Regions from separate parts of the Mus musculus genome. Here region 1 is linked to region 2. The links are chromatin contacts, called in public HiChIP or PLAC-seq maps. All regions are on one chromosome and are shown on one strand. Each heading gives the region's core, a stretch centred on a gene start, on an enhancer-like site or on the middle of the called end of the contact. The rest is flanking DNA. Distances are from core to core; before and after follow the strand shown. Region 1 overlaps Ccdc12 (coiled-coil domain containing 12). Region 2 holds the start of Als2cl (ALS2 C-terminal like).

The links. HiChIP or PLAC-seq counts read pairs in DNA pulled down with a chosen protein or histone mark.
Region 1: an H3K4me3 HiChIP or PLAC-seq map of bone marrow-derived macrophages shows a contact between it and region 2, with 2.2 times the contacts expected there. The contact joins the enhancer-like site here to the promoter of Als2cl in region 2. A contact is called at or near these places in 2 of 39 promoter capture datasets (cranial neural crest and liver), 1 of 484 Hi-C or Micro-C datasets (liver), 4 of 115 datasets of contacts at active chromatin or transcription factors (bone marrow-derived macrophages, embryonic stem cells, kidney and 1 more) and 2 of 9 other capture datasets (adipose tissue and liver).

The regions. Positions count from the first base shown.
Region 1 is chr9:110,676,593-110,680,842 of GRCm38.p6, forward strand. The region is part of intron 1 of Ccdc12 (coiled-coil domain containing 12); the gene reads left to right. Among named protein-coding and RNA genes, the nearest start is that of Gm35715, 3.5 kb to the left of the region's middle. Within about 2 kb of position 1,844, at least 15 of the 459 cell types and tissues checked have an H3K27ac peak or open chromatin away from gene starts, as enhancers often do. A contact at or near this core is called in bone marrow-derived macrophages, where this site is marked.
Region 2 is chr9:110,877,362-110,881,563 of GRCm38.p6, forward strand. Als2cl (ALS2 C-terminal like) reads left to right here and starts at 2,813. Exons shown (of 27, transcript NM_001146059.1): 1 at 2,813-2,868. Tmie (transmembrane inner ear) reads right to left here and starts at 2,712. Exons shown (of 6, transcript NM_146260.3): 1 at 1,909-2,712.

The sequences.
Region 1 (4,250 bases), core at 594-3,093, 200 kb before region 2:
TGAGGTAGATGGAAGTGAGACCTCAAGTCTAACCTGGTTTCTGCCCTTCTCTTGCTGAGTACTTTATCTGAACCTACTGTAGCCCTTTAGACATTACATCACTCGCGTGGTTTCTCTCTCTCTTCTTGTCCTGCGTGCTCTGTGTCCAGAGCCCACTGTGGTGACCGCAGTAGCCTTTAGACGGTTGGCCACTTCCTCTTCTAGTTCAGCTTCTTGAGCTCTGACTTGGGCTTCTCAGCTAGTGTGCAGAGTTAGGTCCTGAGAGCAGGCAGGCCATTAGTCATGCTGGCTCCTAGGTCTTGCTGGGGAGTTCCTGATTTGGTAGGTGCTGTATATCACAGGCCCTCCTGCTGCGGTCCAGTTCCTCTTGAGCTAGACAACGTTTGAGGCCTTTGCAGTGCCACAGGTTGGTAGTTGTAGTTTGACTTGGTCTAAGAATGGGCCGTGGTTGTAATTCTCTTGTTGCTGTGGCCGTTTGAGATTTTCAAAGTGTGATGCAGTTGGGAAACATCGGTCAGCAGGCTGACCCAGCATTTCTCTGCTGTGAGTTATGAGGTACCAAGTAGGTGCCTCAGCTGTCCTGAACCAGGTTGTTTGTGTGGGATGATACGGATCCCAGATAAGAACAGGGTCTAGCCGGGCGGTGGTGGCACACACCTTTAATCCCAGCACTTGGGAGGCAGAGGCAGGTGGATTTTTGAGTTCGAGGCCAACCTGGTCTACAGAGTGAGTTCCAGGACAGCCAGGGCTACACAGATAAACCCTGTCTCGAAAAAAAGAAAAGAAAAGAAAAGAAAAAAGAAAAGAAAAGAAAAGAAAAGAAAAGAAAAGAAAAACAGGATCTAGAGAGCCTCCTCGTGTGTCCACAAGTGCAGCATGAGGGGATATGCCAGCAGCTAAAAGGGTCCAGACAGACAGACTCTGAGAGCCCTCTGTCTGCTCTCCTGAGGGGCTCTCCTGACCCACACTGAGCTTGTTACTTAAGTGACTTCAGCAGTGGCCTTTGTCCTTTCCTTCCTGGCTCTTGTTAAATGTTCTTCATAAACGCCGTCATTTACATGGTTGATACACGGCTGTCTTTCCTCTTCAGCTGACCTCTGCATCCTGTCCAGCATGGCCTTCCCGCTGCACCTGTGCCTTTGGAAGGTGCCCTGTTCCCTCTGCCTGGATATAGGATTCAGTGTCATCATATCTGTTCCTTCCTGTGACCCTAGCGGTCCTTGCCATGCCCACTGGCTCCAGGTGGCTGCGGGCTTCATCCTCTCTGGTTCCCACCGTCCCAGGCCCCTGTGGCTTTGATGCCGTCTGGTGATTATACACTTACTGTTCCCTCAACTGCCCCCAGCTCCCTGCCGCAGCAAGTTCACCTCAGTTGCTGTCACCCTTGCTAGATGACAGGGCTTGGGCACATGGGTTTCGTGAGTTGCCTGGGCTGAGATTTTTCTTCAAGAAGAGCAGACTTGCCTTTTGGACAAATCCAGTGGTTATTTAAACGCCCACAGGCCAAAGTGATTGAAGGCTTCTAGCCAGCCCAGCTGGGCAAAGAGCTGGGCATCCTTGCCCTTCCCTTTCCCCATTCCTTCCTCTTTTCTGAACTGTTAGATTACATTCCTAAAGCTAGCCACTAAGATCTATTTCCTTATTTGGCCACTTTCTCCCCTGAAGCTGACCACCAAGGTCCAGCTATTAAAGTGTTGAAGCCCAGCAGTCAAAGCCCCATCTTTGCTACCCTAGTTAACCTGGCCCATCAAAATGAAAGCTGCTCATCCTAGCACAGGTTTCCCTTCATAAAGCACCATTGCCTGTGGGCCACAGGTTCTCTTTATCCAGAGGCAGTCCTTTGTCCCTCTGGAACAATACTCCATTCTCCTTCTCCCTTGTCCTCTGTCTCCTGTCTTTGTCTCTTGCTCCCTGCCCTTTGTCCCTCTGGGGCAAATAGATCTCCTCTTTGCTAAGAACTTGGTCTTGGGGGTTCGGTTCCAACTCTAATCCTGTTGGTGATATTAAGCAGTTTGAACTTTGTGGGGGCTCATGAAGTCAGACAATGGCATTGCCACAGTCTTACGCAGGTGTGGGCTACTGGAGCTTTGTCAGTGGTCCATAGAGAATGACGGTGAGATTTTAGTTGGTATTAGACATGGAAGAAGCCGGACACCGCCAGGAGCCCTGTGTCCTAGCTATGGCATTGGCTGATGGGGATGGCACTGCTCATGTGTAAGGTTAGAGAATCAACCTATTTTAAGAAAGTCAATTCTCACCCCCAGCAGTGATAACACATGCCTTTAATCCCAGAACTCCGGGGGTGGGGGTGGGGTGTTGGTGGTGCTACATATTCAAATGCTAAATACTGGGCCCCAAGGTCTGGTTGCCCCCAACAAGGAGATCACCAGGTCCACCAAAGGATGCTGTGTAAACCTTGTCCCCGGGTTATCCCAGATTGGTTAATAAAGATGCTTACATCATGGGCTGGGCAGAAGAGAGGGGGTGGAGCAAAGGATCCCAGGCTTGGTGTCTCCGGCAGGGACCACAAGGAGGAGAGGAAGGAGGTGGCCACTGGGCAGGTGGATCTTAGCTCATGGCCACGGAGGGCTGGCCTGATGGAGTAGGAGAGGCTCAGGTGAACACAGCAAGTGATATCTCGGGGATGGCACAGGCAAGTAGACAAAATAGAGGGCTGATGTCTGCCCAGCTCTAGTGCTTTAAAGCTTATTATAAATCTAAAGGTCTCAGTGTCTTTTATCTGGGAATAATGATAGTGTGAAGTGGAGTAGAAACCCCTAGTAGATATTTAAAGACAACAAGGGGGTGTAGCAACAAAATAATAAGAGCCACTACAGGCAGATCTCTGAGATCAAGACCAGCCTGGTCTACAGAGTGAGCTCCAGAACAGCCAGGGCTACACGGAGAGACCCTGTCTGGAAAGGTCAGTTCCCTCCTCCTGGGATCTAGGGATTGAGCTCAGGGCAGGAGATCTGTGTGGCAAGTTCCCTTTACCTCCTGAGCTCCTCATGCCCTGCTTCTTGTTTGTTTGTTTGTTTGTTTGTTTGTGTTTCTCTGTTTTGTCTTGAGACAGGGTCTCTTGTAGCTGAGAATGACCTTGAACTCTTGGTGCCCCTGCTCTGCCTCCCTGATTCTGAGATTTCAGACATGTACCACTCTGGCCTGGTTTATATGGTATTTGGTATCAAACATAAGGCTACTTTCTTGCTAGAAGCACTCTGTCAACTGATTTACATCCTGTTTAAGCAAAAACAAACAAACAAACCAACAAACAAACTAGTTTATTATTTAGAAGGGGACTTGTGCCATCACTTCAGGCATGTGGAGGTCAAGGGACAACTCATGCAAATGGGCTATAGCTTTGCTGCATGTATCCTTCCATGCACCCTGCCTCAGCAGTTGATTGAGCCCAGGTCATAGGTGCTGTTGACATAGGTGCATCTTGTCGGGTGCCTGTGTTGCCTGACAAGAGTGGAAGTGGACAAGGCACTTTTGGAAGGACCCAGAAATGGTGCAAATAAGCAGAGCTGGCTTGGATGTGTGTTGTGTGTGGGAAGTGGAAGGGTGTCTTCTGCAGGGCCATGAGGTTCTGGGCTCTTGCTTATCATTTGCAGATCCCAGGATGGTGAGAACTGGGGAGATGGACTCCCTCCTGGCTCAGCCTCGGCATCCTAGGATGGAATGGAGGAAGGGGAAGCCATGTGCTCTTCCAGCCTGGCCTAGCAGCAGCAGGAACAGAGATGCTGGGTGGCTGTACCAGGCCCACAACTGATGATCAGTTGACCCTTCCCTGGCTGACTACCATGAAGTCCCGGAAGAGGTCCCAGGCACCTTCCTCTAGTGACAATTTTGGAATCTTGGTTTATTTAAAAAACAAAAAACAAAACAAAACCAAAAAACAACAACAAAAAACCAACACAGAACTATTATAAGAATACGTTTTTGTTTTTTTTTGTTTTTTTGTTTTGTTTTGTTTTCCATTTTTTATTAGGTATTTAGCTCATTTACATTTCCAATGCTATACCAAAAGTCCCCCATATCCACCCACCCCCACTCCCCTGCCCACCCACTCCCCCTTTTTGGCCCTGGTGTTCCCCTGTACTGGGGCATATAAAGTTTGCAAGTCCAATGGGCCTCTACGTTTTTGTTTTAATCCAGGTGGGGGAATATGGGGCTGCTTCAGACTGTCCACTGCAGCTGACTATGATTTGCCTCATGCTCTAGCAGGGGCATGATTTTGCCAGCAGCAA
Region 2 (4,202 bases), core at 1,563-4,062:
GAGTAGCTTTCCCCTTGGTAGTTTTCTATGGGTTCTCTAGACTGATCTCAGGTTGCCAGGGTGTCCAGTACTTGCCTGCTTGCACTTTCTGGCTGAGCCATCTTGCCAGATCTACCCTGTTCTCTAGTGAGGGAGGAGTCGCAGGGAGGAGCTCTGTTTGGCCTTAGACCTCAGAAATTGCAACACTCAACTCAGTCTCCTGCCTCTGATTCAGGCCTCTGACAACCTCTGGTATTGTATGGCTTCTTACCAGGTCCCCTCAACATGCCCCTGCACCCCCACCAGCTGGGCACATCAAAGCTGGGGTGGGGGAGTTCTGGCTCCCTGGAAGAGGGCATTCCTTCCTGTGTGGTGGCATGTGTACTGGCATGACAAATACTACTTGTCCCTGTAGTACTATTTTTATGTCTGATGGGTTTCCTGTGGGGACCAAAGTCAGCCTCCAGGGCTTCTGCATTGGAAGCCATGGGTAGGGAACTGGGCAATGGCCAGGAGACCCCGTGGACACTCCTTTCATGGAGTTGATATAATGGAACTCAAGGCCTAGCTTTGGAGAAGCTGAGGGGTAGTGAATGGACAACCCAGTCACAGAGCCAGGCTAGGATCCAGGCCACCATGGACTTAGCCTGAGGTGGGGGTGGGAGTTAGATAGCCTGGGCCAGTGACACAGCAGCTGGGAGTGCTGGGAGCTGGCTGTTCCTGAACTTGTTGGCCCTAAGCCCGACCCAGAATAGCTCAGGGCTGAGCCCAGCCTGTATGTGCATGAACCTGAGCTAATGTGGTAAGACACTGGTGCGTGCGTAGGGAAGGGCCTTGCATTCTGCATGTGGCTCTATGTCTGTGTGTCAGTCTATGTCCTTGGACACGGATGCACAAGTGCCCACGAATGGGGCTGCTACCATGGAGATGTGTGGCCCAGCTGAGTACATATGTGGCCACATGCCTCCCATGGGGAACTGTATACATGCACATGCCATGTGCAAATCTGTGAGGAGCTGAAACAGGAGCCCTGTGATGAGGTGGGGAAGGGCAGGGGATTCAGTAGATCTCAAACTTTGGGTACTACCGGGGGAGTGGGGCAGAATCCGGCCCTCTGTCAAGGACTAACTGGAAGAGATACCAGGTAGGCCTTGCCTCGAGGCAGATAACAGAACAAGGAGTGGGGATGCATGTGAGAAGGCTGAGTGGATGAGAAAGTCGTCGCATCTCATGAAGGAAGCTGGGATGCCCCTTTCTTCCTCCCAGGCAGGCAGAGGGCAGGGGTTAGAGAAGTAGGTATCTGGGGGATGGTGCATCCTCGGGGGTAGGGGAGGTGGGAGCGGGGTACACAGGAGAGTATTGAAAGCAGCAAAGCTGGGGTTGAGGTGTCACCTCAGTTCAGTACTTGCATGTAGGCATGATCCCCAAAACCCATGTGAAAAAGCAAGGTGTGGTGGCAGACAATTGTAATCCCATTACAGGGAGGCAGGGACAGTCAGGTACTCACTGGGCACTCAGTCTAGTCTATGTGGTTAGGTGAAGGCCTATGAGAGGCTGTCTCAAAAAAAAAAAAAAGCACCAGAGGAGACACAGCCAAACATCACACACACACACACACACACACACACTCACACACTCACACACTCCTGCATGGATATACATACACATCATACATGAAAAAAAAAAAAAAGAACCTGTAATACATTTATCTTTTAAAAAAGTATTTACAAGAAAGAAAGAAAAGGCTGGAAGGAAGGAGATGTTTTGGCCGAGTGGAGAGGGAAGAAGAGGCTCGGGAGGGTTCTTGACGATGGAGAGACCAAGATTGGAGCAGGGAAGTGAACAAGAGCAGCAACCGCGGTAGGGTTCTTGGGCAACAAACTTGGAGCCTGCCACTGTAGGGCAGATTGGCAGAACTTAAATGCTCACCAGAAAGCACCCCAAGGGAGCCAGGGATGCTGAAGTTGGCAGGCCCCTTCTGAGAAACTCTTAGAAGTCTCTTTTCTCTCTGGCAGAATGCATGGAGGCTGTCCAAAACTTGGGTAGGGGGCAGGTGGACTATCCTTGCTCTTTCACAGCTGTCTCCTCCCCAGGCTTCTCTCTGTACTCAGGCTTGGAAGGCTTAGAAGCAACTCAGCCAGGCTAGTCAGCAGCTCCTAGAGGCCGGGTGCCACTGCAGGTGGAGGGGTGACTTGCTTGCTGGCCAAAAGGGAGCCCGGCAGCTGGACAGCAGGCCTCTTTGTTACAGGTTTGAACCATGGTCCCTCCTCCTTCCAAGACTTTGGTTTGGAACTGCGCTGCTCTTTCCAAGGTCGAAGGCTTTGGCACAGGAAACTGGCCAGCTTCAGGCTGTACCCGGAATGAATGCAGGGGGCCTCCTTCAAGGTTACACACAGCAGTAGCTGCTACCAAAGCATGCCCAGTTCAGGGTCTTCGGATCATCATGGCCAACTGCTCTAAGCAACAAGTTTCCCGAATCTACCCAGGGCTCCTTCGCGGGTGTGTGAGGGTGAGGGGGGGGGGGTGCCCAGTGACCCAAAGGGGGTCGGCAAGATTTCAGAGCTACAGCCTGGGCAGAGTTGGTGGGTAAGGAAATCGGGGTGGCCCCAGGCACTGCCTGCCGTCCTCGGATCTGGAGAGGGAGGTAAAAGGCGAAAGACAGCCAGGGTGCGATCCTGGGGAGCTCGCGGACCGACCGAAGGGGAGCTTTCGCAGTCTGGCGGGAGAGGCTCTGGGAGAGAGTTGTTGGCTTGGGGACATTCCGAGGCCGAGCCCCGCCTCCTCGGAGACGCCCCCGCGCGAACAACACCTCGGGGCGGGGCGCGGAGAGGAAGGGCGGCCCGGCGCGGAGCTGCGCGGCCACTCGGGGCACCGCGGCGCAAAGCGCAGGTAAGAGCGCGCGTCGGTGGGCGGGGTCCGCTGCCCCACGAGCTCAGCTGCGGGTGGGGGCTCTCTCCTCCTCCCGCTGCCATGGTCACGAGCCCTCCATCTTCGGTCTCAGCTTCCTCCTCCCGGTCCCGTGGCCGCCCGGCTCCGGTTTAAACGCAGCGCGGGGTCCAACCCCTAGCAGCAGTGCGGAGCGCGAGCACCGTGCCCTGCGTCCAGGCCAGAACCCAGGTGCGAGTTTATCACCCAGAGGGAGAGAGGCTGCCAGGAGCAGGTGACCTGGCTGGTCAGGGCGGAAGGGCTGACAGAGAAGCCGAAAAGGTGGTGTTGCCTGCCTGGGAGGAGCCTAGACGGATGTCCGAATGTTGGAGCAGAGTAGTTTGGAACTGACTAATGCAGTCGGGAAAAGCTAATGCGGAGACTGGGAGGCATGTAGGGCAAGAGAGGCAGAGAAGGGGCTGAAGACTGGAGGGCCCGTGTGACAGTTTTGTGCACTTGCCTGGAGCACTTTCTCCACTGCCCACCGGGCATGTAGGTTGATTAATGGGCCTCTAGCATAGTCCAGGAAAAGCAGAAATAAGGTCCATGCCACTCCAGATCAGGAAATACCAGAGTGAGTGCCATGCTAGGGTGCGGCTTAAGGGGCCTGAGGGGCCAGAACTGGGTGAGGGCAGGGAAGGCCCCAGTGACCCTGCTTGGGAGCGATCTGGTGTGGACAGAGGCCAAGAATGCAAGGGAAAGGTCTAGCTACTGTTTAGATGGCCACAAGGACAATAGCTGAGTCACCTGTGCACCCAGCTTAACTTTTTTGGCCTCACCCTGCAGCTTTTGAACCAAGTCTACCCGGGGTGAGAAGGGAGGCTGGGCCCTACTAGGAATGCTGGGTGTACCTCAGTGAGTCACCCAGCACCTCTGAGCCACTTAGTTCTCGTGAGCCTGTTAGGGCTGGGAGTGAGGGGCCTGGGTCTGAGCTCTGCACCTGATCTACAGATAGTATCTCTACACCCTCCTGGACTTTCCATGCCTCAAATTCACCGTTTGCACAGCCTGCCACTCAGGACCCCAGAGTTGGCAGGAGGGAGAGTATGAGGAAGCCGTGTTGTTGACCAGAGGGCTATGGGATGGGTGCTGGGCCCAGGGCTAGAGAGAATATTCTTGCTGGCTCATACTCTCAAACACTCGTGTCTGGCCTTTTACTCACGACACCGCTTCTAGCTCCTAGCTGGGAGACTTCTATATCAGACTCCAGATGTAGCCTTCCTGGGCCACCTTTACCATCCATGTTTAATGTCTGCCCTTTCCTCTGGTGATGTGATTTCCTGGGGGTGGAAATCCTT